Regions from separate parts of the Mus musculus genome. Here all the other regions are linked to region 5. Evidence: chromatin contacts called from public HiChIP or PLAC-seq and promoter capture Hi-C data. All regions are on one chromosome and are shown on one strand. Each heading gives the region's core, a stretch centred on a gene start, on an enhancer-like site or on the middle of the called end of the contact. The rest is flanking DNA. Distances are from core to core; before and after follow the strand shown.

What was found. Promoter capture Hi-C pulls out the DNA fragments that hold promoters and counts their contacts. HiChIP or PLAC-seq counts read pairs in DNA pulled down with a chosen protein or histone mark.
Region 1: a promoter capture Hi-C map of liver shows a contact between it and region 5, with 6 times the contacts expected there. The contact joins the enhancer-like site here to the promoter of Ccser2 in region 5. A contact is called at or near these places in 9 of 39 promoter capture datasets (the C10 cell line, cranial neural crest, frontonasal cranial neural crest and 5 more).
Region 2: a promoter capture Hi-C map of pre-B cells shows a contact between it and region 5, with 8 times the contacts expected there. The contact joins the enhancer-like site here to the promoter of Ccser2 in region 5. A contact is called at or near these places in 1 of 39 promoter capture datasets (pre-B cells), 3 of 484 Hi-C or Micro-C datasets (CD8 T cells and double positive thymocytes) and 1 of 9 other capture datasets (adipose tissue).
Region 3: a contact with region 5 is called in a promoter capture Hi-C map of liver, with 5 times the contacts expected there. The contact joins the enhancer-like site here to the promoter of Ccser2 in region 5. A contact is called at or near these places in 5 of 39 promoter capture datasets (the 3T3-L1 cell line, cranial neural crest, hippocampal neurons and 1 more), 2 of 484 Hi-C or Micro-C datasets (both in liver) and 1 of 115 datasets of contacts at active chromatin or transcription factors (embryonic forebrain).
Region 4: a contact with region 5 is called in an H3K27ac HiChIP or PLAC-seq map of extraembryonic endoderm stem cells, with 8 times the contacts expected there. The contact joins the enhancer-like site here to the promoter of Ccser2 in region 5. A contact is called at or near these places in 7 of 39 promoter capture datasets (the C10 cell line, cranial neural crest, frontonasal cranial neural crest and 3 more), 1 of 115 datasets of contacts at active chromatin or transcription factors (extraembryonic endoderm stem cells) and 1 of 9 other capture datasets (embryonic stem cells).
Region 6: a contact with region 5 is called in a promoter capture Hi-C map of embryonic stem cells, with 5 times the contacts expected there. The contact joins the enhancer-like site here to the promoter of Ccser2 in region 5. A contact is called at or near these places in 5 of 39 promoter capture datasets (cranial neural crest, embryonic stem cells, hippocampal neurons and 2 more) and 1 of 9 other capture datasets (liver).
Region 7: a promoter capture Hi-C map of second pharyngeal arch cranial neural crest shows a contact between it and region 5. The contact joins the promoter of Grid1 here to the promoter of Ccser2 in region 5. A contact is called at or near these places in 11 of 39 promoter capture datasets (the 3T3-L1 cell line, cranial neural crest, embryonic stem cells and 7 more), 4 of 484 Hi-C or Micro-C datasets (adipose-derived mesenchymal stem cells, cardiomyocytes and embryonic stem cells) and 5 of 115 datasets of contacts at active chromatin or transcription factors (astrocytes, embryonic forebrain, embryonic stem cells and 2 more).

Annotation. Positions count from the first base shown.
Region 1 is chr14:34,744,315-34,747,432 of GRCm38.p6, forward strand. It overlaps Wapl (WAPL cohesin release factor), which reads left to right. Exons shown (of 19, transcript NM_001004436.4): 18 at 495-590; 19 at 1,311-3,118. The coding sequence ends at 1,376. Among named protein-coding and RNA genes, the nearest start is that of A930038B10Rik, 14 kb to the right of the region's middle. Within about 2 kb of position 1,272, at least 5 of the 459 cell types and tissues checked have an H3K27ac peak or open chromatin away from gene starts, as enhancers often do. A contact at or near this core is called in liver, where this site is marked.
Region 2 is chr14:34,294,761-34,297,821 of GRCm38.p6, forward strand. All of the region lies in intron 2 of Shld2 (shieldin complex subunit 2), which reads right to left. Among named protein-coding and RNA genes, the nearest start is that of Shld2, 14 kb to the right of the region's middle. Within about 2 kb of position 1,776, at least 121 of the 459 cell types and tissues checked have an H3K27ac peak or open chromatin away from gene starts, as enhancers often do. A contact at or near this core is called in adipose tissue and pre-B cells, where this site is marked.
Region 3 is chr14:34,487,804-34,490,563 of GRCm38.p6, forward strand. All of the region lies in intron 1 of Bmpr1a (bone morphogenetic protein receptor, type 1A), which reads right to left. Among named protein-coding and RNA genes, the nearest start is that of Bmpr1a, 13 kb to the right of the region's middle. Within about 2 kb of position 1,303, at least 32 of the 459 cell types and tissues checked have an H3K27ac peak or open chromatin away from gene starts, as enhancers often do. A contact at or near this core is called in liver, where this site is marked.
Region 4 is chr14:34,622,353-34,625,265 of GRCm38.p6, forward strand. No RefSeq gene overlaps it. Among named protein-coding and RNA genes, the nearest start is that of Gm52113, 3.5 kb to the left of the region's middle. Within about 2 kb of position 1,264, at least 24 of the 459 cell types and tissues checked have an H3K27ac peak or open chromatin away from gene starts, as enhancers often do. A contact at or near this core is called in extraembryonic endoderm stem cells, where this site is marked.
Region 5 is chr14:36,967,328-36,970,346 of GRCm38.p6, forward strand. It overlaps Ccser2 (coiled-coil serine rich 2), which reads right to left and starts at 1,437. Exons shown (of 11, transcript NM_027045.1): 1 at 1,215-1,437.
Region 6 is chr14:34,452,267-34,455,258 of GRCm38.p6, forward strand. All of the region lies in intron 2 of Bmpr1a (bone morphogenetic protein receptor, type 1A), which reads right to left. Among named protein-coding and RNA genes, the nearest start is that of Bmpr1a, 49 kb to the right of the region's middle. Within about 2 kb of position 1,650, at least 52 of the 459 cell types and tissues checked have an H3K27ac peak or open chromatin away from gene starts, as enhancers often do. A contact at or near this core is called in embryonic stem cells, where this site is marked.
Region 7 is chr14:34,818,820-34,821,919 of GRCm38.p6, forward strand. Grid1 (glutamate receptor, ionotropic, delta 1) reads left to right here and starts at 1,317. Exons shown (of 16, transcript NM_008166.2): 1 at 1,317-1,487. The coding sequence starts at 1,409.

The DNA of each region.
Region 1 (3,118 bases), core at 22-2,521, 2.2 Mb before region 5:
TTTTGCTAATAATCAAATAAAAAAAGTCACCTTTCCTGGAATTTGCCCCATAATTTATCACAAATGATAAGTTTTAAAGATTTAGTTAATTTTTGTCTTCTAATTTACCTTTGTAGCATGGAGAATTTTCTTTCATCTTTCTGTTTTATAAGCACCTCTGTGTGTAGAGTCTGTCTATATATTTAATTAACTGTGCAGTTTATTTCAAACCTTTCTCTGCATTTTCAAAACTAAATATTCACAGATGTTTCTTTGTACCTTTGGCTTTGGCTAGCTTTGTTGTTTCCCCTTTGTTTCTGTGGGTAGGGTGGTATGGAGTGGGGAATTGACCCGAATGTTTCTGCACAATAGGTAAGTGAATGTGGACTGGAAATGACGTATGAATTTTGGGGTCCTTTGTAGATGACTACGGGATATGTAGCAGAGCCAACAGCATCAAGTGAGTTACAGTATCATTTTTTACCAGCTTGACTGTTTTTAATCTGTTTCTTCAGATCAATGTAACTACAGTAAGGGAATATCTTCCAGAAGGAGATTTCTCCATAATGACAGAGATGCTTAAAAAGTTCTTAAGCTTCATGAATCTTACGGTAAGTAACTTTTATTGTATATTGCAGTTTATATGAGTTTTTGATTATTTTCCAGACAAAGTCTTAACACTGTAGCCCAGGCTGGCAATCCACATGTTTCAGCCATTGGACCAGTGGGACCTGGCTAGTTTATGTGTTTTTCAATTTAAATGTAATACATCGAAGGTGAAAATAATAATCCCATAGTGTTGTTCTTCCCTGTGGCAAAATAGTTAACATAAGCAGCTTACAGAAGGTACATTTTGGTTTATAGTTCTAAATTTTTGTGTGTGTGTTTTTTTTTCTGTTTGTTTTTGTTTTTTTGAGACAGGGTTTCTCTGTGTAGCCCTGGCTGTCCTGGAACTCACCCTGTAGACCAGGCTGGCCTCGAACTCAGAAATCCGCCTGCTTCTGCCTCTCAAGTGCTAGGATCAAAGGCGTGCGCCACCACCACCAGGCTAGTTCTAAAATTTTTAGTCATGTGTGGCAAGAGCAGCGTGGAAGAGCAGAGTGGCCAGCTAATAGAGAATGCCTGTGTATCTGCTTTCTCCTTTTATTCCAGCTGTGCTTCTAGGCTGTGGGATGATGCCACCCACAAACAGAAAACTATTGTGGCAGAATGTTATATTACTAAGGCAATGATTTAATTTCAGTGTACTCTTTACTACGTAGACTTTGATACTTTTTTTTGTTTACCATTTTGTTAAGTATTAACTCTAATTTCTCTCCTTCCCCTCTTAGTGTGCTGTTGGAACAACAGGCCAGAAGTCTATCTCTAGAGTGATTGAATATTTGGAACATTGCTAGCTGCTTTACCTTTGCTTCAGGTGCTTGGTAATGCTGAAGCTATCCTTAGACAAAGAAAAGACATGAAAGAAGTCCTTGAAGATATACCAAGAACATTCATCAGTATCATTCATTCGTGTTTGGATTTTTATGATCACCCGATTTCTTCATCATGCATTCTGCGTTTGCTAAATGACAGTTACTACATCAATCTGCAGCTATCAAAAATGAGGGAAAAGGTTCAGGCTGTTAACAATCCCATGCAGTATTTAAATACACTTACTTGGCAGAGTCTATACCTGCCCCTGTTTCCTTGCTGTATTTCAGGCAAGGTTTAAAGAGGGCAATTTGTGCTGCTGTTAGTGCAACTGCTGTGTATGTTGAGCCACTGTTGTCATGCCAGTCAGGTGCAAAGGCAGCTTAGCTACTGAGGTATTGAATGTTCTGAGGACATTCTAGACAACAGCTTAGATCCTTTTTCAGGCTCATTTGCTTTTGCTTTTTGTTGAATGATTCCAATCGTAAATAAAGCTTTTAATAATTTTGTGAATTTTTTGGTTGTTGTTCCCTGAACTACTGTCTATATTTAAAATGAGATGGAATCCAAAGACACAAGGGATTAATAGTATATTTTTTTATTCTTGATTAGGTTTGGGTGTTGAACTATTTTTCACTTCTGAGACCATGACCATATTCAATGTCATACCATTATGTGTCATAGCTATAGGCACAAGAAAACAAATAGCAGTTTGAGGGAATATTATGTTATATAAGATAATGTGCCCTGTTAAAGGATTAAGCAAAAATAGACAAACCCAGGGTAGTTTACACTTAATGCTGGGGAGGCTCTTGAAACATTGTTACGTTTTGAGGGACGTTCTCTAGATATATTTTCTAATGTTCAGTTCAGTAAATATAATAAGGAAGCTAAAACACCAATGTGGAATCCGTTTTTCCAGATAGCGTGTATATTCTTCTATAGAGTGACAGGATCAATTGCATAAGCGCAAAGCCTTAAAATTGCTGGTGTAGAGAAGACCCTTTTTTATTCAGATTCTATGTTCATAGAGCAATTGTTTAGAAAATGGTTGTGGAACACACAGAACATGGTTTATAGGGTAAATTTCATAGATTGTTTTTTCTTTTTTTTTTTTTCTTTTTTTTTTTTGTATTGTTCAGACCACTGGTTATACATTTTCTCCTTTTTTTATTAATTGGCCTGAGGACAGGCTTTCCAGAGATGTTTCATTAATACTTTTAATTACCTTTCAGATAGTTACATCATGTTTCTTCATTGGATTTGTAAAACTTAAAGCCATAAAAATATTAGTTTGGTGTGTATTGGGGAAAATAGCTAAAAGTCTAACTTTGACTCATTTTAGACTTTGTTATTTCCTTGTATAAAGTAACAAACCGGGGCTCTTGTATCCGTGCCAGCTGTAATGTTTTTAAATGCAGTGGCTGCCTTCTATTGTCTTCCTATTTTTGATAATGCAGATTGTTGGGAAATCTATAAGGAAGTAACTGACTCTAGGCAAATTGTTTTCTTCCTCCTACCCGCCCAACCCCCTACCCGTCCGTCACCTTTTAGGAACACAGTATGCCAGTGTAATGTGGGAACCATTGAGACTGTATTTGCCCTGAGTACCAAACTAATTTAGTGAATTTTTTTTTAAACATACTGGTAAATGATGTCCACAAATTTCCTTAGATATATTTTAATTAATTGTCTTAAAATACATTGATATTTATTAATCATTGGA
Region 2 (3,061 bases), core at 526-3,025, 2.7 Mb before region 5:
ACAGGTCCACAGGTGTGTATGTGCCCTAAAGTACATATGTGGACATGAGAGGACAACTTTGAGAGTCATAGCTCCCTCCACCATGTAGGTCCCGGGGATCAAACAGGTCTCCAGGCTTAGCGGCACAGCCCTTCCTTGCTAAGCCATCCTGCTGGCCTCTTACTTGATTCATATGGTTACGTTACACGACATTATTTTAGACAAAGAAGTAAGTTGTGAGAATGAAGTAACTCTTCTAAGATTACAGAACTACTAGAAAAAGCTTCAAACTCTGATGCAAATTACTAAATGGGTATTATTTTCTTAACCTGCCATAAAATTAAAGAAAAATAACGAAGAAGATGAGGTAGACCATCTCAAGGACCCCCAACACGAAAAGTTTATGACTGAAATAATCTTAGAACAGAAAGGGCGAAGAGAAACACCAATTTGGATTAAAAATGCTTTTAGGAACTAGAAAGATGGATCAGCAGATAAAGTACTTACTAATCTTGTACAGGACCCAGGTTTGCTTCCCAGTACCTTCCCAGCACCCACATAGTGTAACTCCAGTTCACAATACTACACTTATATGCATGCAGGCAGGCAAGCACTCATACACATAAAATAAAAATAAATCTTTGGTTTTTGATTTTTTGTTTTTGTTTTTTCGAGACAGGGTTTCTCTGTGTAGCCCTGGCTGTCCTGGGACTCACTCTATAGACCTGGCTGGCCTCGAACTCAGAAATTCGCCTGCCTCTGCCCCCTGAGTGCTGGGATTAAAGGTGTCCGCCACCATGCCCGGCAATCTTTGTGTTTTAGTATTAAAAAAATCTTGGGGGCTGGTGAGATGGCTCAGCGGTTAAGAGAACCGACTGCTCAAAGATCCTGAGTTCAAATCCCAGCAACCACATGGTGGCTCACAACCATCTGTAACAAAATCTGATGCTCTCTTCTGGAGTGTCTGAAGACAGCTATAGTGTACTTACATATAATAAATAAATAAATAAATAAATAAATAAATAAATATTTTTTTAAAAAACTTGAAAAGTGCTAATGTGAAACATCTGTAAGGTTATGGTAAGATTTGAGTTTGAGGCTAGCCTAGCCTACATAGCAAGATCTTGCTTGTCTCAAAAAAACAAACAAACAAAAAAAAAAAAAACACACCCAAAAAGCAGGCACTAAGGATGTAGCGGAGACTGCTTGAGTAGGTGCACAGGTCTCTGAACTCAGTCCCCAAGACCACATAAAGTGGTCATGGCAGCTAGCAGGTAACTACTACTGGGTGAAAGCAGGAAGATCAGACCACTAGGGTCACTCCATCATTCAGAGAGAGTTCCAGGCCTGCCTGGAATACACCCTGTCTCAAAAACAAAGACCTACCACAACTTAGGAGGAAAGTCATTGTGAATAAGAACACAAAATAGGTACAATTAGAAAAAGTAACAAGTAAATACAGTTTTTAACACCACAAATAGAAAACCCAATTCTAAAGTCTAATGATACAATGTATGAAGAAGCCATGATGAAACTCATTACTTTGGATGCTAACTTAAAAACCAAGTTCTACCCCAAAACATCATTATTTAAAAGACTGCAATCACTACTGTAGATTGACCCAGGCAACATTCCTGGAACCCATTCAGGGACGACTGACTTTTGAGTAAGTTTTGAAAAATAACGACGCCTACATCCAAACAACTTTGAGAAACCAGGGGGTTTAATATTAAAGCTGTTTGCTCACTGTGAACAGGAAACTGGGCTTGAGAGTGAGCATCCAGCTACCCTGGGTTTCAGTTCCGGCTCAGCTTGACCTCGAGAGTATAGGAACTAGCTTGCAGTAGAACTAGGAGGAACACCCTTTTTAAAAGGCCTTGATAAGATGATTTGTAATACCATTTCCCAGCATCTTTATCAACCTGGAAGACGCTGATATTCACTGTGAATTGCTAAGGTGGTGGAGGTAGGGTGCTGGAATATGTATCCGATTTCCCAAACTAATTTGATAATGGAATCTTTTTTATAGGACAACCTTCAAGAAAACTAATTAATGTGTTTTAAAATAAACAAATAAACAAGCACTTAGAAGGCTAACAGCAGAGCTAGGGACTACAGGCACCCCTGGGTGCAATTTATTTCAAACTGAAACACTTCATCACTGGAAAGAGCTCTTAAAAATCAGTAAGTAGTGGTACATGCCTTTAATAGCAGCACTTGGGAGCAGAAACAACAACAAAACCACAAAAAAACAAAAGAACAAACAAAACGAAACAATACAAAAAACTCAAAACTGTGAGTTAGAGGCCAGTCTAGTCTACATAGCTAGCTCCAGGTCAGCCAGAGCTACATTAATGAAACCCTGTCTTAAGATTTAAAAAAAAAAAAAAAAAAAAAATCAGGAAGTAAAGAAACTTACAGATTCAAATCAGGAAGTAGACAATTTCACACTCTGAGGAAATACCTAAAATGTACACTATTCCTAAGATTCCTCCTCAAGATAACACAGACAAGAGCTATTGCTGCAGAGAAGAGAGTCTTCCTGGGAGCTCCAGGGATGCTCCTTCCATGAGTCACACCCCACACACACCCCACCCGTCCCGGTGGGTTAGGGCTCTTCAGTGAAGCAGCGGCGGCCTGTGAGTCACCTGCAGTCCTCTAAGTATTTCCAGTAGATTCCAGTTCATCAGGCTGGATGCTGGTGGGATTATTGTTGTTATCTATTCAGATAAGTGGACATTTATTCTAAAAACAAAAACGAAAAGTTCTAGAATAGCTAGAGTGAGGTTGTCTCTCTCTTTTTTTTTTTAAGAAAGAAAAAGAAAAAGCACAACAACAAAAAGAACTCTTAAAAAAATACAAAAATGCCATCACTAAAATATCTAAAAAGGAGGGTGAGAGAGAAAGACTATAATCAGAATATATTATATTTAGAACAACTATTTAGTTCTTGCTTAGCATGCTTGAAGCCCTGGGTTCCATCCTCAACACCACATTAAGAAACATGTACCTGTACCCCAGCACTGGGAAGGAGAGGCAGGGAGTTCAGAAATTCAAGGTCACCCTCTGTTTACACTGCGAG
Region 3 (2,760 bases), core at 53-2,552, 2.5 Mb before region 5:
TTAGGGTGCAGAAGTTAATGTACTCTGAAAGACCCTGGATTCAATCTCCAGCACAAGAAGGCGGGGAGGGGGGCTTTAATTCCTAATGGTACTATTGAAAGCTAAAAGATTTCTACTACATTGAGGTCACCATAGGTTGGTTCCTTAAGTCACTGACTGACTCGGGAGGGACAAAAGTTTGTTTTAGAAAAAGCTGTGTTTTAAATCTTTTTTAGATTTATTCGTTTTTATTTTATATGTATAATTCTTTTGCCTGCATATATGTATGTGTACCACATGCATGCCTGGTACACTAGGTCAGAAGACAGTGTCAGAACCTCCAGAACTGGAGTTACAGGTAGTTGTCAGCCACCATGCAGGTGCTTAGAAGTGAACTTGGGTCCTCTAAAAGAACAATCAATACTCTTCAAGAATGAGCTAACTCTGCAGACCCAGAGAGATCTACTTTAATTGCTTATTAAACACCCAAGTGAAGTAAGGCAGCATTTTCAAAGTGTTCAGGTCATAGATTAAAATAAAAGCCATTAAAGTCATGATGTCAAATAAAATTACCAAAACTATGTATGAGTACCGAGGCTTACAGACTGGACCCTTGCAAGTATACTGTCCTCGAGCCTGGTGTGAAAATAGCGTTTCAAGAGGAAACTGTTAGGAAATCAACAGTTCCAGGATGAGAAATGATGCTTTCTCAATGGTTGTTTAGCAGGAGGCTGGGACCAAAACCTGATTCAGGTTGGCTCGTGAGTAAAGAGAAGGTGACAAACTCACAAGTACAGGCTGCGGCAATACTCTGGTTATTGTCCTGCCCACTCAATGCATATATACATCTTCCATACATACATACATCAAAACTACAGATATTTCTTTAGGGATGGGGTCACAGGAAAAAAGAATAAGCAACAATGAGAGGAGAAAGTAGAATCCCAGGAATGGTTTTATGTTTGTTTTGTTACTGTTATTTGGGTTTTTGTTTGCTTTTCAGGGAGCAATTGGTCAAGGTTTATTTCTGGCAAACCAGAAAGAGAAAGTGGCAAAGTGAAACCTTCAGAGTAGAGAGCAGACAGAGCTAAAAGTTAAGTAGCTATAGCCAGAAAAGTTGTTTTTAAGGAGAGATAAATCATAGTATGTTGGTATTCAGATGAGAACTGTTCTGTGGAATATGAGAATGAGGGAGGGGATGAGGCTGAGGCCCAATGGGAGTTCTGAGTACTCGCTAAAAGCAAATGTGGTTCACTCCACACCATGTGCTGGGGAACAGAGAGGATAACTGTCAGTGAGTTCTCGATTTCAGAGGCAGAGGACTGTTAATACTAGAGGGCAAGAGCCAAAGGGCATGATGTCCAAAACTGAAATGACTGAAGAAATTACAATTGCGCTACTGTTATAATATAACGGACCTAAGGGATCAGTATAGGTGGCTGAGATAAGGCACCAGAAGCTAGAGAAAGGTCATAGAAGTGATGCAAGAAGCACCTACCTAGGGAAATTAGAAAAAGGTCGTATTGGAGACAGGAAGCCATACAAGACACATTCTTCACAGAATAGAGGAAGCAAGGGTCAATGGAAAATTACAAGGAATATCATCTGACAGTGTAAGATTTTTTAAAGCCATGGTTTTTGTTTGATATGTTAAAATGAGAGGGTGGTTTCAGAATGCAGCAAACCAAAGCAAATGAGGACAGCTCACTTTAAAGTTTAAAGCAAGTAAGCGCAGCTGTAGAGATCACTAATCAAAGACAATGGCTTCGTGGTTTTAAGTGTATGAATAGTTTGAGTAGGTAGCCTTGGAGGTAAGAAGGTGGCATCAGATCCCCTGGGCTGGAGTTACAGGCAGTTTTAAGCTAGATGGTGGGTGCTAGGGGGGGAAAAATCCCATTTTCTAGAAGAGCAGCTCTTATTTAACTCTTTAGCCCTCATATTACTTTTTTCCCCCTTACGCTAACTTTAGAGAAAGCCTCTTTCAATTTCTCTTAATATACTTTTTCGAATTCTTCTAGCAGGACAACAGGGCTTCCACCTTCCAGATTCCAGGCTACTCAGTGCTACATGCCCTCTGACTATAAACTTCTTTTTAAGTTTGTTTTTATACTGATGGGCACCAGAGTATAGTTTTGGCTCTCTAAGTGCACTCAAAAAGCAACCAGACTTTGTTTGTCACTGACCCTTCAAAACAACGGATTTTTTCTGTGGAGGTAAGCAGGAAACTGAAAGCTTTATCTTCCAGAGCGTTCTCACCATTCAAAGCATGTCTGGGATGGAAACTGCCCAGTAGGCCAAAGATCAGCAGGCACAAGTAGCAAATGAAGCAACTGGTGAAAGTCCCAACCAGCTATTTCTGGCCTATAGGAAACCTGTTCACTATATTCATAGTCCAGTCACCTAATAGTAGTTTCTCAGTTGGCCATCTTGATTTTTTCTTAGGTACACTGTATACCTGGCAACATACATTGGTAAATACTATACTCTCTATACACTCTTGACTTTCCCCTCAAAAAAAAAGGACACACTCACACACACTTTTAAAACCCATGGAGGCTAGAGGTATCAGATCCCTCTGAGGCTGGAGTTACAGGTGGTTGTGAATCTCGGATCCCTTTGCAAGAGCAATAAATGCTATTAACCACTAAGCAATCTCTTCAGCCTTATACCTTTTCTTTAGCTTCTAATATTCCAATAGCTAAAGCTTCTATTAGTAACAATGGCATTAAAGATGCATTCATAGCCCAGCAGTGGTGACACATGCTTTTAATCCCAACATTT
Region 4 (2,913 bases), core at 14-2,513, 2.3 Mb before region 5:
ATGCACCAGAAGAGAGTGTCAGATCTCATTACGGATGTTTGTGAGCCACCATGTGGTTGCTGGGATTTGAACTCAGGAATTTCGGAAGAGCAGTCAGTGCTCCTAACCACTGAGCCACCGCACCAGCCCAGATCTCATATTTATAGCATGTTATTTATTTTTTTAAAAAAAAAGTAAGAACAGGTTTTTCAGACACATAGAAAAACACAGAATAAAAAATAAAAAGAATGAGAGGGAGAGAGGGGAGAAGGGGAGCAGGAGGGAGGGAGGGAGAGAGAGATCTAGATCTGCAGATTCAACAGACATTAAACATAGTGAAACTGGAGAGACAGCTCTGAAGTTAGTTATGAGTCCTTGCTGTAGAGGACCTGGGTTCAAGTCTCAGTACGCCACATGGTGGCTTATAACTCTTTGTAATTCTGGCTCCAGGCCACCTGACACCCTCTTCTGGCCTCCTCAAGCATTAGATTAAAAAACAACAATAGCCACCCAAAACCAACCCAAGTGAATTGTAAAATGTGAGCGAGGGTTCCTGGAAAGAAGCCCTGTCCGCAAAGACTGATAGCTGATTAGAATGGCAGGAATGTGGAGAAGGTTGGAATGTTGCAGGTCCAGGGCTAATTACACCTTATCTTGGACTAGCTTAACCCATGTCTCTTTTCTTCAGGCAAAGCCTAAACAATCCCAAATACGATGAACATACTATTAAGGTCTGAGGTAGACATCTTTTACGTTTATTACAAAAGGAAATGCTGGGGCTGGAGAGATGGTTATGAAGGCTCACTGCTCTTGTGGAAGGACCCCAGTTCAGTTCCCAGCATCCACATTAGGCAGCTCACAGTGACCTATCTAACTCGTTGTTCTTTATCGCTCTAGGGGATCTAACACCACCATTAGGTCATGTCTCAGGCATCTGCACTCATGTGCTCTTACATGCAGGCAGACATTACGTTACATAAATGCATTCAAAAAGAATTTTGAGTGTGGCAAGCAGAGGCCCTGCCTTAGTGACAGGGAATCTAGACCATGGTGGCCACTGATACACTAGTCCCAGAGGAGACATCGCTGACTAAAGCAAAGAGAAAAAAAAAAGAATATTAGATGTTTCTGTTTCTCCATCTATCTTAGAATTTCATTATTCAAGATCTTAGTCAAGGTCAAGAGAAAGAAGAGCAAAGTCAGACGCTGACAGAGGGAGAAGACCAAGGAGCTGGAGCTGGATCAAAGCCAGCGCTGACGCAGGAAGAGGCTATGCTGGAGACTGCGTGCTCTGATAAAATAAAAGCCGGCTTCGTGATAAGCACCCAGCTTCCAACAGACAAGAAGACACGAGTCCAGAGATAAACACCCCAAGAGACACAGCCTGAGGATCACAGTGACAAAGAACATTCCGATAAGGGGTGAGGACAACGAAGTCCTTCTGAAACTCTAACTCAAAGGAAGGCAGAAGTCACTCAAGACCCAGGCCTGAGAAAGGCCATTGTGGTAGAAGCAGGAGTTGTGGCAGCACAAGAGTTAAAGCACACGGGGAGCTTGGCAAGACCACAGACCCCCACATACGGAGGAATGGGTGTCACGTCTTCAATGCATGGAACAAATACAGGTTGAGAAAGAGCACCGAGTTATTTGATTTTATGACTTCCTGTCCTGGTGTCAGTTCCCTGTTCACGTGCAGGGGTGTGGTTTTTGATGTTAATTTTTCCCATTAAACTTGACGGGACTGTACAAGGACAATAAATAAAAAGGTGAGTAAACAAACAAATAATGGGGCTGGAGGTGATGGCTCCGTGGTTAAGAGCACTGGCTGCTCAACCACATGGTGGCTCACAACCACCTGTAGTGGGATCTGATACCCTCTTCTGGTGTGTCTGAGGACAGCGATAGTATATTCACATACATAAAATAAATATGTAATTAAAAATAAATAATAAAAATAAAAGGCAGATGATCTCTTAAAACAGAAAGTAAGTAAGAAAGAAAGATTTGAACAGAGAATTAGAGAGAGGGACCTGGGTAGATGGCATCAGGAAGATGCTTGCCTTCAAACCTGATCATCTATCTGTAAGCCACCTCCCTTGCATCCACGTGATGGAAGGAGAAGACTGACTCTCACATCTCCCGACACACGTGCAAATGTATGTACAAAACAAACAAACAATGTATTTTTCCAAAACAATGAATTGATTTTTAGAGAAAAATATACATAGATCCAAGAGTGGACTTGAGGGCCCAAGAATAAGCTCTCTCATCCATGGTCAGCAGAGGTTGGTGCTCTGTCGGGACAGTGTCTGGAGAGATGGCCTAGTGGTTAAGAGTGTTGGCTGCCCTTCGTGGAGGACCGGAGATTGGTTCCCAGGATCCACTTGGAGGCTCACAGCCATGGACGGCAGGTGTATTGATGGTGCACATATGTAAATGTAAGCACTCCAGTCACTCATACACATTAAATAAAATAAATCTCTTTTAGGTGTTGAGGACAATTCAATGAAATAGGGTGGTCTTTTAAACAAGCAGGTATTGTGGAGAATCGGATATCCACACACAGGAGGATGAGGCTGGATATTCATCTTATGCCCTACAGGAAAATGGGCTCCAGCTGGATTCTTTATTTTTTTAAGATTTATTTATTTCATGTATGTGGGTACACTGTTACCGTCTTCAGACACACCTGAAGAGGCATGTCGTTGCTGGGAATTGAACTCAGGAGCTCTGGAAGAGCAGTCAGTGCTCTTAACCGCTGAGCCCTCTCTCCAGCCCTGGATTATTTTTCTAAGTGGAAGATCTGTGAGTATGACACTCCTAGGAGAAAACATGGGGTGAAAGCCTCCTAACGTTTGGGTAGGCTAGGGTGACTATGACAGTAAAACAAGAGAGAAATTGAAAGAATAAAGCAGACTTCGTCAGCGTTCCCCA
Region 5 (3,019 bases), core at 187-2,686:
CCATATAAGAGAAGAGCAATGCACTCTAACAAATTAAGAGAGACAAACATTAATAAAGTCTGGAAAGAAGACTGACTTCATCCAATGCAAACCCTTCATCAACGTTTACATCCCTTACCAATTATACACTATACATTTTAACGCATACTTTATAGTTATCCTTTGCATTAAATTTGATTCCAGTTTTTTAATCTAAATGATGATACTTTAATCAACTGTCTAAATACATATGTCTCACTAATACTTAATGTTCTTGACCCCCCCAAAAAAAATGCTTTTTCAAACGGCTACTCTGAAAAAAAAAAAAAAAGGTAAATGCTTATTCTCATTCATAACCGTCCTCCCCCAGCTTGGGTTTTTTGAGACAAGGTCCAGGTAGTTTTTGCTATTCTGAAGCTTGCTATGTAGACTAGGTTAGCCTGGAACTCACAGAAATCCACCTGCCTCTGCGTCCTGAATGCCAGGATAAAGGCGTGAACCACCTGGTTTTTCTCTCTCCTTAAGTGAAACAGGGCATTCCAATCTTGAACGGCGAAGAGTCTGTGCACTAGTCATTTCCATGGCTAAGGCCTATTTTATGATCAGCAAACCTAATTGGCTAGGTAGCCAGCAAAGATGAATTTGCAATTATTGAAATTCAAAATCAGGCTTTACGAGCAACGACCACCTCAAATGGATTGCCCCCTCCCTTTACTTTGTCAAGAAAGTAGGTACATTTTTAAAAAAAATGTATAAAAATAGACGTCCAAAAGAGGGAGAGGAGGGGCGTAAAGCACCTGAACCTACAGACGCCCCGTAATCCACCAAAGTTCTCAAGACGTGTTTTAGGGCGTGTCTTTGTTTTGACTCAGTGATTTAAAAAAAAAAAAAAAAAAAAAATCCCACTCATTCCGGGCTCTCAGGTACTTTCCCTCACCAACGCGAGCATCCAGGCTTTGAAATCCCAGGGCATCTCTGCCTCGCCCTGATTTCCCGGTGCAGGAAGGCTGCAGCCCGGGCATCCCGCGGCCCCTTCCCGTCACAGCACCACCGAGCAGGGGCATCCGGCCTGCCCGCTGCACAGCAGGCGGCTCGGGAGAGGGGGCGGGGGCTCCGAGGGTCGTCCCAGAGCGCTGCTGGCCAAGGACACCCGGCCCTCCGTCCGCCCGCGCTGCGCCCCGGAGCCAGGCAGCCTCGGGCGCCCCGAGACCCCGGCCCTGACCCCCGACTCTCACCGTGCGGAGGTCGCGTTGCCTCCTCGGCCGCGGCCCGGCTGCCGGTCGCCCAGCGACCTGCCCGCCCGAGGATGGGAGAGAGGCGAGAGGCAGTTCCGTCACATCCCGGTCTGTCCAGCCGCCTGCCCCGCAGCAGCCAGCATCGCCTCCTCGGCCTGCGGGAGCGCCGGACTTCACCGACGCCGCGCCCCCTCCCTAGGCCGGCACCCTCCTGGACTCCGCCCTCCAGGGCCCTCGCACTACGCGTGCGCGGCCCCGCCTCCCGGTCTGTCCTTGCGCAGGCGCGAGTCTCACTGGACTAGACCCCGCCTCCGGGCCCGCCCCAACCTCGCGCCAGCCGTTCGCAGGCTCCGCCCTGATCCACTGACCTTGCCTTTTTACCCCCTGACTCAGGTCTTTTCCTGGCTTGAACCTTTCACTCCGGTCTCTTGGCTGGATTCAAATGTGCAGCTTGACCACAACCAAACCTGTCAGCTCCGGCTCCAGTCTGACAGGAGTGATCTGAACACTGGAGCAAGCATGACTTCCCCACTTTACGTCTTGTTTTGGCCTGACTGTGGCTGGCTATGCCTCAGCCGTGCATACTGAATCTGAGCGGAGATTGCGATAAAACACTGAGAGCTGAGAATTGGAGCTATTTTATGAGGCTGTGGATCCCAATCCCATTCCAAATGCCATCTCTCCCTCCTTCCTAGATGGTCAGACAAGTCGTTGAGAGTCACCATCATGAAAGCCTTCAGTATCTGGCTGTCTATTAAAAGCATTGACGGTGATATTTATCTGACCCTAGACTGCCTAGTCTCCTCACTAGCCCTAACAGCTCAACTGAAATTAATAATATTGAAAGAGAACTTGGAAAGTCTCCACCTGTCCTCCAGACCACTAACATAACCACTGTGGTAGGGGAGGAGACACTAGCGCCCCTCAGGCCATCAGACTGTTGAAACATTATACTCCAAATAATGTTTTAAATTTTAGGTATTTTCATCCTGGAGAAATGGAAACAACACTGAAGGCCTAGCGCTATCCAGAGAAGGAGCTTGCCTCCCAGGATTCGTAGCTCTGACAACTTCTCAGACCACTTTGCAAGATAGACCGGAGTGAGCCGAAACAGTGCTAGGTCAGTCCTATCACACCTTAACCAGGCAGGAGTGCTCAATTTACAACTATCTCTAGCTCTCTATATAGACTTAAACCTCTGGTCAGTACTCCTGACGGTGGACTTGGTGATAACTGTACCCTTTTGCTTCCTCCAATTCCCTATGTGGCCATAATGAGTAAATTTCCTTTTTACCTGTTTCATTATTACTTGTCTCTTTAATTGGTCAATAGAATAATGATAGGGAGACTTAATTTTGTGGATGATAATGTGTATCTTTAAAGTGCTGGAAAAGACTAGGGCTTCATGCAGTATGTTTCTTTTTAGATTAAGTAAATCATTAAGAGAGCAAACACCAGTTCCAGACCTCAGATTCAAACACAACACTCATGCGATGAGGTTGCTAAATATGCTTTGGACTTTACGCTACAATCTAAATTGAGAGATGGAAAAGAAGTGGCTCTCCACAGCTTGTCCTTGGGAGCTAGGCAAGATGCAACTGTTCCAATAGGCTCTATAAAGAATCTGGGAGGGGGCAGGGTGATCTTTCCATTCCCCAAACCAGGAAGAGCTTTGCTTCTCAGAACTGCTTGGCTGTTGTCTTGTGACTCCCTGAATATTTGAGGTAAGTATGTGTTTTCTTTGGCAGTTTGACGTGCTAGGTCACCACTTCCCTTTCTTCTGCAAAGGTAGAAGCCTTACAGAG
Region 6 (2,992 bases), core at 400-2,899, 2.5 Mb before region 5:
CAGCCTGTAAGGTGTAAGTATGAGAACCTGAGGTTGATTCCCAGTAGGCCCATAAAAACCATGTGCAGCTATGCATGTCTATAAAACCCAGTGCTGTGGAAGGAGTTACAGAGACAAAATTTGGAGCTGTGACGAAAGGATGGACCATCTAGTGACTGCCATATCCAGGGATCCATCCCATAATCAGCTTCCAAACGCTGACACCATTGCATACACTAGCAAGATTTTATCGAAAGGACCCAGATATAGCTGTCTCTTGTGAGACTATGCCGGGGGCCTAGCAAACACAGAAGTGGATGCTCACAGTCAGCTATTGGATGGATCACAGGGCCCCCAATGGAGGAGCTAGAGAAAGTACCCAAGGAGCTAAAGGGATCTGCAGCCCTATAGGTGGAACAACAATATGAACTCACCAGTACCCTGGAGCTCGAGTCTCTAGCTGCATATGTATCAGAAGATGGCCTAGTCGGCCATCAGTGGAAAGAGAGGCCCATTGGTCATGCAAACTTTATATGCTTCAGTACAGGGGAATGCCAGGGCCAAAAAGGGGGGCTGGGGGGGGGTGAGTATGGGGGACTTTTGGGATAGCATTGGAAATGTAAATGAGGAAAATACCTAATAAAAAATTAAAAACAAAACAAAACAAAACAAAACAAAAACCCAGGCTGGGGAGGTAGAGACAGGAGTCTTGTGAGGACATGATGGATACCCTAACTAGATCGATCAGATCTCAAAAAAAAAAAAAAAAAAAGTGACAGAGGAATCAGTGGCAGACACATGCATGCACGCAGGCAGATATTTAAAACACCACTTAATCAAAACAGTAAAATGATGCAGGAATTTAAAAGCTATCAAATTGGTAACTAACAATTGCATATACCCATACTGATACAGTTTCTTCAAGAAAATAACATGAAATTACAAGAATATATAAAGTATTTTTAAAAGAAAGATTTATCTATTACTTTTTATTTATTTTTATTTGTTTATTTGTTTTCAAGACAGGGTTTTTATGTATAGCCCTGGTAGTCATGGAACTCACTCTGTAGACCACACTGTCCTCAAATTCACTGAGATCTGCTTGCCTCTTCCTCCCAAGAGCTGGGATAAAGGTGTGTGCCACCACCACCACCCACTAAAGAAAGATTTACTCATATACATGACTGTCTGTCTGGATGCATGCCTGTGTGTCTGGTGCCCTGGGAGTAGACTATATAGGTGCTAGAAACTGAACCTAAGTCCTCTGAAAGAGTAGTATGTACTCCTAACTGTGGAGACAACTCTCCAACCCCAAGAATATCTTAAATTAAAAAAATATAAAAGTTCACAAACAAGAAGGTTGAACTAACAGTTCAATCATAACTAAAGAACAAATAGAAAAGAAAACCCTTAACGAAATAGGGAAAGTCTGAAGTCAGCTGAAAAAACAAGTCTGCAGTCATTCTTTCCTTTTCCTGTCAAGCTTCCCCCATACCCTTCATTTTTACTTAATACTAGAAAGGTGTGGGAATTTCCAGCAAGCTGGCCAGCTGCAAGTTCCATAAATCGGCAAAGAAAGCCCCCCTTCCAAGGAAAGCCCCCCTAAGCAGCTCCAGGCGCCCGGCCTGACAAGCTTTCTGAGAAATACTATTCTGGCTGCAGACTTTCTGGCTCCACAGCCATTGTTTGCATGGCAGCTCTGCTCCTTATCCAGAGCCTGGATTAGCATAAGAATATCGTCTTTTCCTTTAACAAGCAACTCATCCATTTTCCTTCCCGAATTTTAACTTCTTTCCCAGCAGCCCTAACCCCAATGTGCACATGTACAACTGCAGCAGCGTTGGTCAGGGTTATTCTAGTCATGATTATTTTTCTAACAGTAAAAAGCCGATCTCATCCAAATCTGGAGAAAATATTTTGCTTCAAGAGCTGTGAGTGTATCTGTAACAACACAAACCTGGTTTAGCATCTAAGGAAAAGAAAATCCTTCAGTTTGAATATGAACAGGAGCTAACAGTCTCTGAAGCTGCTGGCAGCTACTCTGAGATAAGACCAGAAGACAAACCAGATCCTCAGAAATACTGACTGTGCAAGCAATCTTGTTTGAAGCCTCAATTACTTAGAACTTTTTGGTGAGGAGGCAGTAAACTGCCCGTTGTGGTGGCATATGACAGTAAGATTTGCTGAATGAGGCAGAGGCAAGAGCATCATGAGTTCCAGGTCAGCCTGGGCAGTAATTACGTACACCTTTGATCCCAGCTCTCAGGAGGTGGAGGCTGAGGCACACATATCTCAGTGAGCTTGAGGCCAGCCTGGTCTACAGAGTAAGTTCCAGGACAGCCAGGGCTACATAGAGAAAAACCCAGTCTTGCTAGCCCCAATTAAGTGTTTTCTTTTGTAAGAGTTGCTGTGGTCACGGTGTCTCTTCACAGCAATAGAAACCCAAAGACATCCCCTCATTCTCCTGCCATCAAATCAATTGTTTCTACCTTCAGTTTGTATCCTGAGCCTACACACTTCGCACTAATTCCATTGTTCTCTAATTTAAGACACTAGCAACCTTTACTTGGATGATTGGAACAGTCTTATAAATGGTCTACAAATACTTTTATACACCACATATTCACCACACAGGCAGAGCAATCCTAATTATGTTGGGGTAAACCACACCTCTGTTTAAAGACCTCCAGTGATAGCCTGGTTCTCCCAGAGTAAAAGCTTAAGTCTAGAGATGTCCACCAGTCTCCAGTTCCTCTTCTACTCCAGCTGCACTACCCACGGCTCTTCCTTAAACAAGACACAAAAGCCTTTGCTCTAAGCCTGGCACATGTATAGGACTGCCACCTGCATCCTTTCCCCAGGATATAAGAAAAGATGTATTGCTACTTGGTCCCTGAGCTAATTGAAAAACAAAACAACAACAACAAAACACTTGTCTTACTCAGTGATCCTACCCTATCCTATTCAAACTGTAATGGCACTGCTACTTGAAAGCTTTCCTGTTATCCCCAGC
Region 7 (3,100 bases), core at 67-2,566, 2.1 Mb before region 5:
CTATCTTGGTTCTTTGAACCCAGTGCTCATCCTGGCGCCCAGTTCTGCCAGACTCAGCTGGACCCGGTTTCCGAAGGAATCAGAATCCTGGAGGGCTCAACTGTTTCCCTGAAATCTTAGGTGTGTTAAGTGGAGCCTCGTCCAACTAGGACCTGGGTGAGAGAATTGAGACCGGATTGCGACCTCGCCCCCCCCCCCCCATCTCTCAGCAGCTTCACGGGGGTGGTCAGCCAGAGTCAGGGAACCCGGAGGCGGCGGGAGCCCCGCTCTGCTTCCGCGGCTGGGAGCGAGCTTTCCTCCCGGGCTCGCTCTAGAAGGCTTCGTACAGGTCGCTGTCTGAGAGCGCCGGCCGCTTGGAAGGCTCCTCACGTCCAGGCGCCGCGGTCACGGCTGCGCCGGTTTCCGGCCATGAATTGGGCTTCAGAGTCTGAGCCTCCTGCCCGACTCCGGGCTCAGTGCACCGCCCCGGGGGCGGGGGATGGACGCCCGCCGAAATCTACCCGGACAGCCAGGGTTCGAGCCCGCCGCCCGCCCGCTAAGCATCCCGATGCCTCCTGGCTCGGTGCCCCGGTCTGTAGTCTCTTTGCAGGCTGCATGAGTCGGGGGTCGGGTTCCGAGACCCCCTGATCCGTTCTGGTCAGGGACAGGACTGCAAAATCTCGGCTGAAGTCCCCCAGCGCCAGCGAGTTCCGAGTTCCCCCTCCCCGAGGGTAGTCGATGGCTGTGCCTACTCCGTTTCTCCAGCGAACCCAGAGGCCGGGCCCACACGGCCAAGCCTAGGCTCGCCGCAGACAGACCAAGTCCCCACCGTGGTGCCGTCCTCGTAGCATCCCCCGGCCGGGAGCGCGGAGCACCGGGCGCCCCCTCCGAGCGGGCGAGCGGCGCGCGGCTAGGCTAAGGCTCCGCAGTCACGTGGTGGAGAGGAGGGCGGAGGGGAGGGAGGCGGGCGGGAGGGGAGGGGGAGCGCCGCCGAGGGGGAGGGGGAGGGGAGGGGGCGTCCTCCGCAGTTCGCTCCTCGCCTGGGCTCAGACACATAGCCAGCCCGGAGCCGCCGCGCGGGCCGGGCCGCCGCCGCCTCTGCCTCTGCCGCCCCCAGAGCCGCTCGAGCCGCTGGAAGCGCCGCCGCCACAGCCGCGGGCCGCCCCCGCCGCGCCGGCCTGGGCTCGGGCTGCGAGCGCCGCCGCAACCGCAACCAGAGCCGGCGCGGGAGCCCGAGAGCGCTGGGCTGGGCTGGGCTGGGTTGGGGCGGGCGCAGGGCGCAGGGGCGGGAGCGCGGGGGAAGACGCACGGGCGGGCTCGGCTCTCCCGGGGAGCGGCCCGGGACTGCACCGGGACCGGCGCCTCCCCGCTCCGCGCTGCCCTCGGCCTCGCCCCGGGCCCGGGCGGATGAGCCGCGCGCCGGGGGGACATGGAAGCGTTGACGCTGTGGCTTCTTCCCTGGATATGCCAGTGCGTTACGGTGCGGGCCGACTCCATCATCCACATCGGTGAGCTGGGAGAGCAGACGGACCGAGGCTGGGCGGGGGCCACCTAATAGAGCCGATGATGCGCGGAGTCCAAACTTAGCGGCTCCCCGGGCCGAGGGGCTCGGCAGTCGGTGTTCCCCCGAAGGCCCGCGCCGCCCCGCGGAGGAGCTGTGCTCTGGCCGCTCGGCGCTCCTGCGGGCACCTCGCTACTCCCCGGGGCTCCTGTCAGTGCGCGGGGCCCCGCGGCCTCTGCCGACACTTAGGGCCGCGGCTGCGGGGAACCTGGGATAGACCCTTGTCGAGATGCGTGCCCCTGGCGGGGCTGTCCGCGGGCTGGACCCCTCGTCACAGCTTGAACATTGGGGCCAGGGTCGGATAGGGCTCGGGGCTAGCTAAGTTGGCAGGGCAAGATCAAAGAGGCCAAAGCGGAACCATGTGTGTCTGTGGATGGGTGCTGTCAGCGTGCCAGTGTGTATGCACCTGGCACGGGGTTGGTGTCACTGTGAGAGGGCGTTGGGGTGTGTGGGGCCATCTGAGCTTCTCAGTGCGACTGTCGCGTTCTGTCAGCCTGTTAGAGTGGACACAGTGCTTGCCCGTTTCTCGGTGTGTGTCTGTGTAGCTCTCGGTGTGTGTGTGTGTGTGTGTGTGTGTGTATCTGGTTGTGGCAACTGCAGCCCAATCCTGGACAGTCCTAGAGTTTCTGCCTGATATAAGTCTTGGGGCCAGCGTACAGTGTGGATGGTAGGGGTGAACGGAAGGAGCATGGATAGTGGGGTGGGGGGCGCTGGATGGAGAGGAAGAAGAGGAAAAGCAGAGGAAGGGGAGACCGGAGGAGGGGTAGTGATCAGGAGTTTGGAGCAGAATGGCTGGGATCTCGAGAAGTTGGGCCCGGTTGGGGGACTAACAGCGGTCGCTTATGGGGGAGCCCCTCTGCAGTCGCCTTTCCGGAAGTTGGGAAAGACCAGCTAACACGGATAAACTGGGGGTTGGGAGGTGTGAGGAAACGTGGCTGATGTTACCCGCGGAGCAGAAGGTGGAGGGGATGACAGGGACAGAGTCTCTACTCCAAGGGCTGCGGCCTCCCCTCTGGTGCCGGTGCCGGGCCAAGATCCAAACGTGCTTCCCGCCCAGGAGCCAGAGTGGGTCTCGCGGTCAGCATTGCGGCTCCAGTATAGTGAGGAATTCGGGAGCCGAGTCCTTTTCCTACCCAGCTCTCGGCTCCAGGGCAATTAGAAGGCCAAGCAATAGGACCTTGGCAATGACCCTCGGCGCCTGGTAAAGGGGCTGTGGGGGGTCAGTGAGGACCCCAGAGCAGCAGTCCAACTGATCTCCGCTATAGGGGCAGGGTCAGGGAAGCTGTGTGCCTAGTGAAAGCGTCAGGTCTGCCAGAGCTCCGGATGAGCTGTTCCTGCTTCTAGAAGGGCCATTCAAGAGTGGTTTCTTCTGGGACTCTCCAGTCTTGCTAGATCAGAATGTCTAGGGGTTTAGGATATAGCCCCACCCCTTTCATACATACAGGAAGAGGAAGTGAGAAACGAAGAGCAGAGGCACCAGGCCTGGTAGCATCTTGACCATACAAGATTCTGGTTATCAATGCCTTCTGCTTAAAGAAAAAAAAGTCTTTGGTGCAGGAG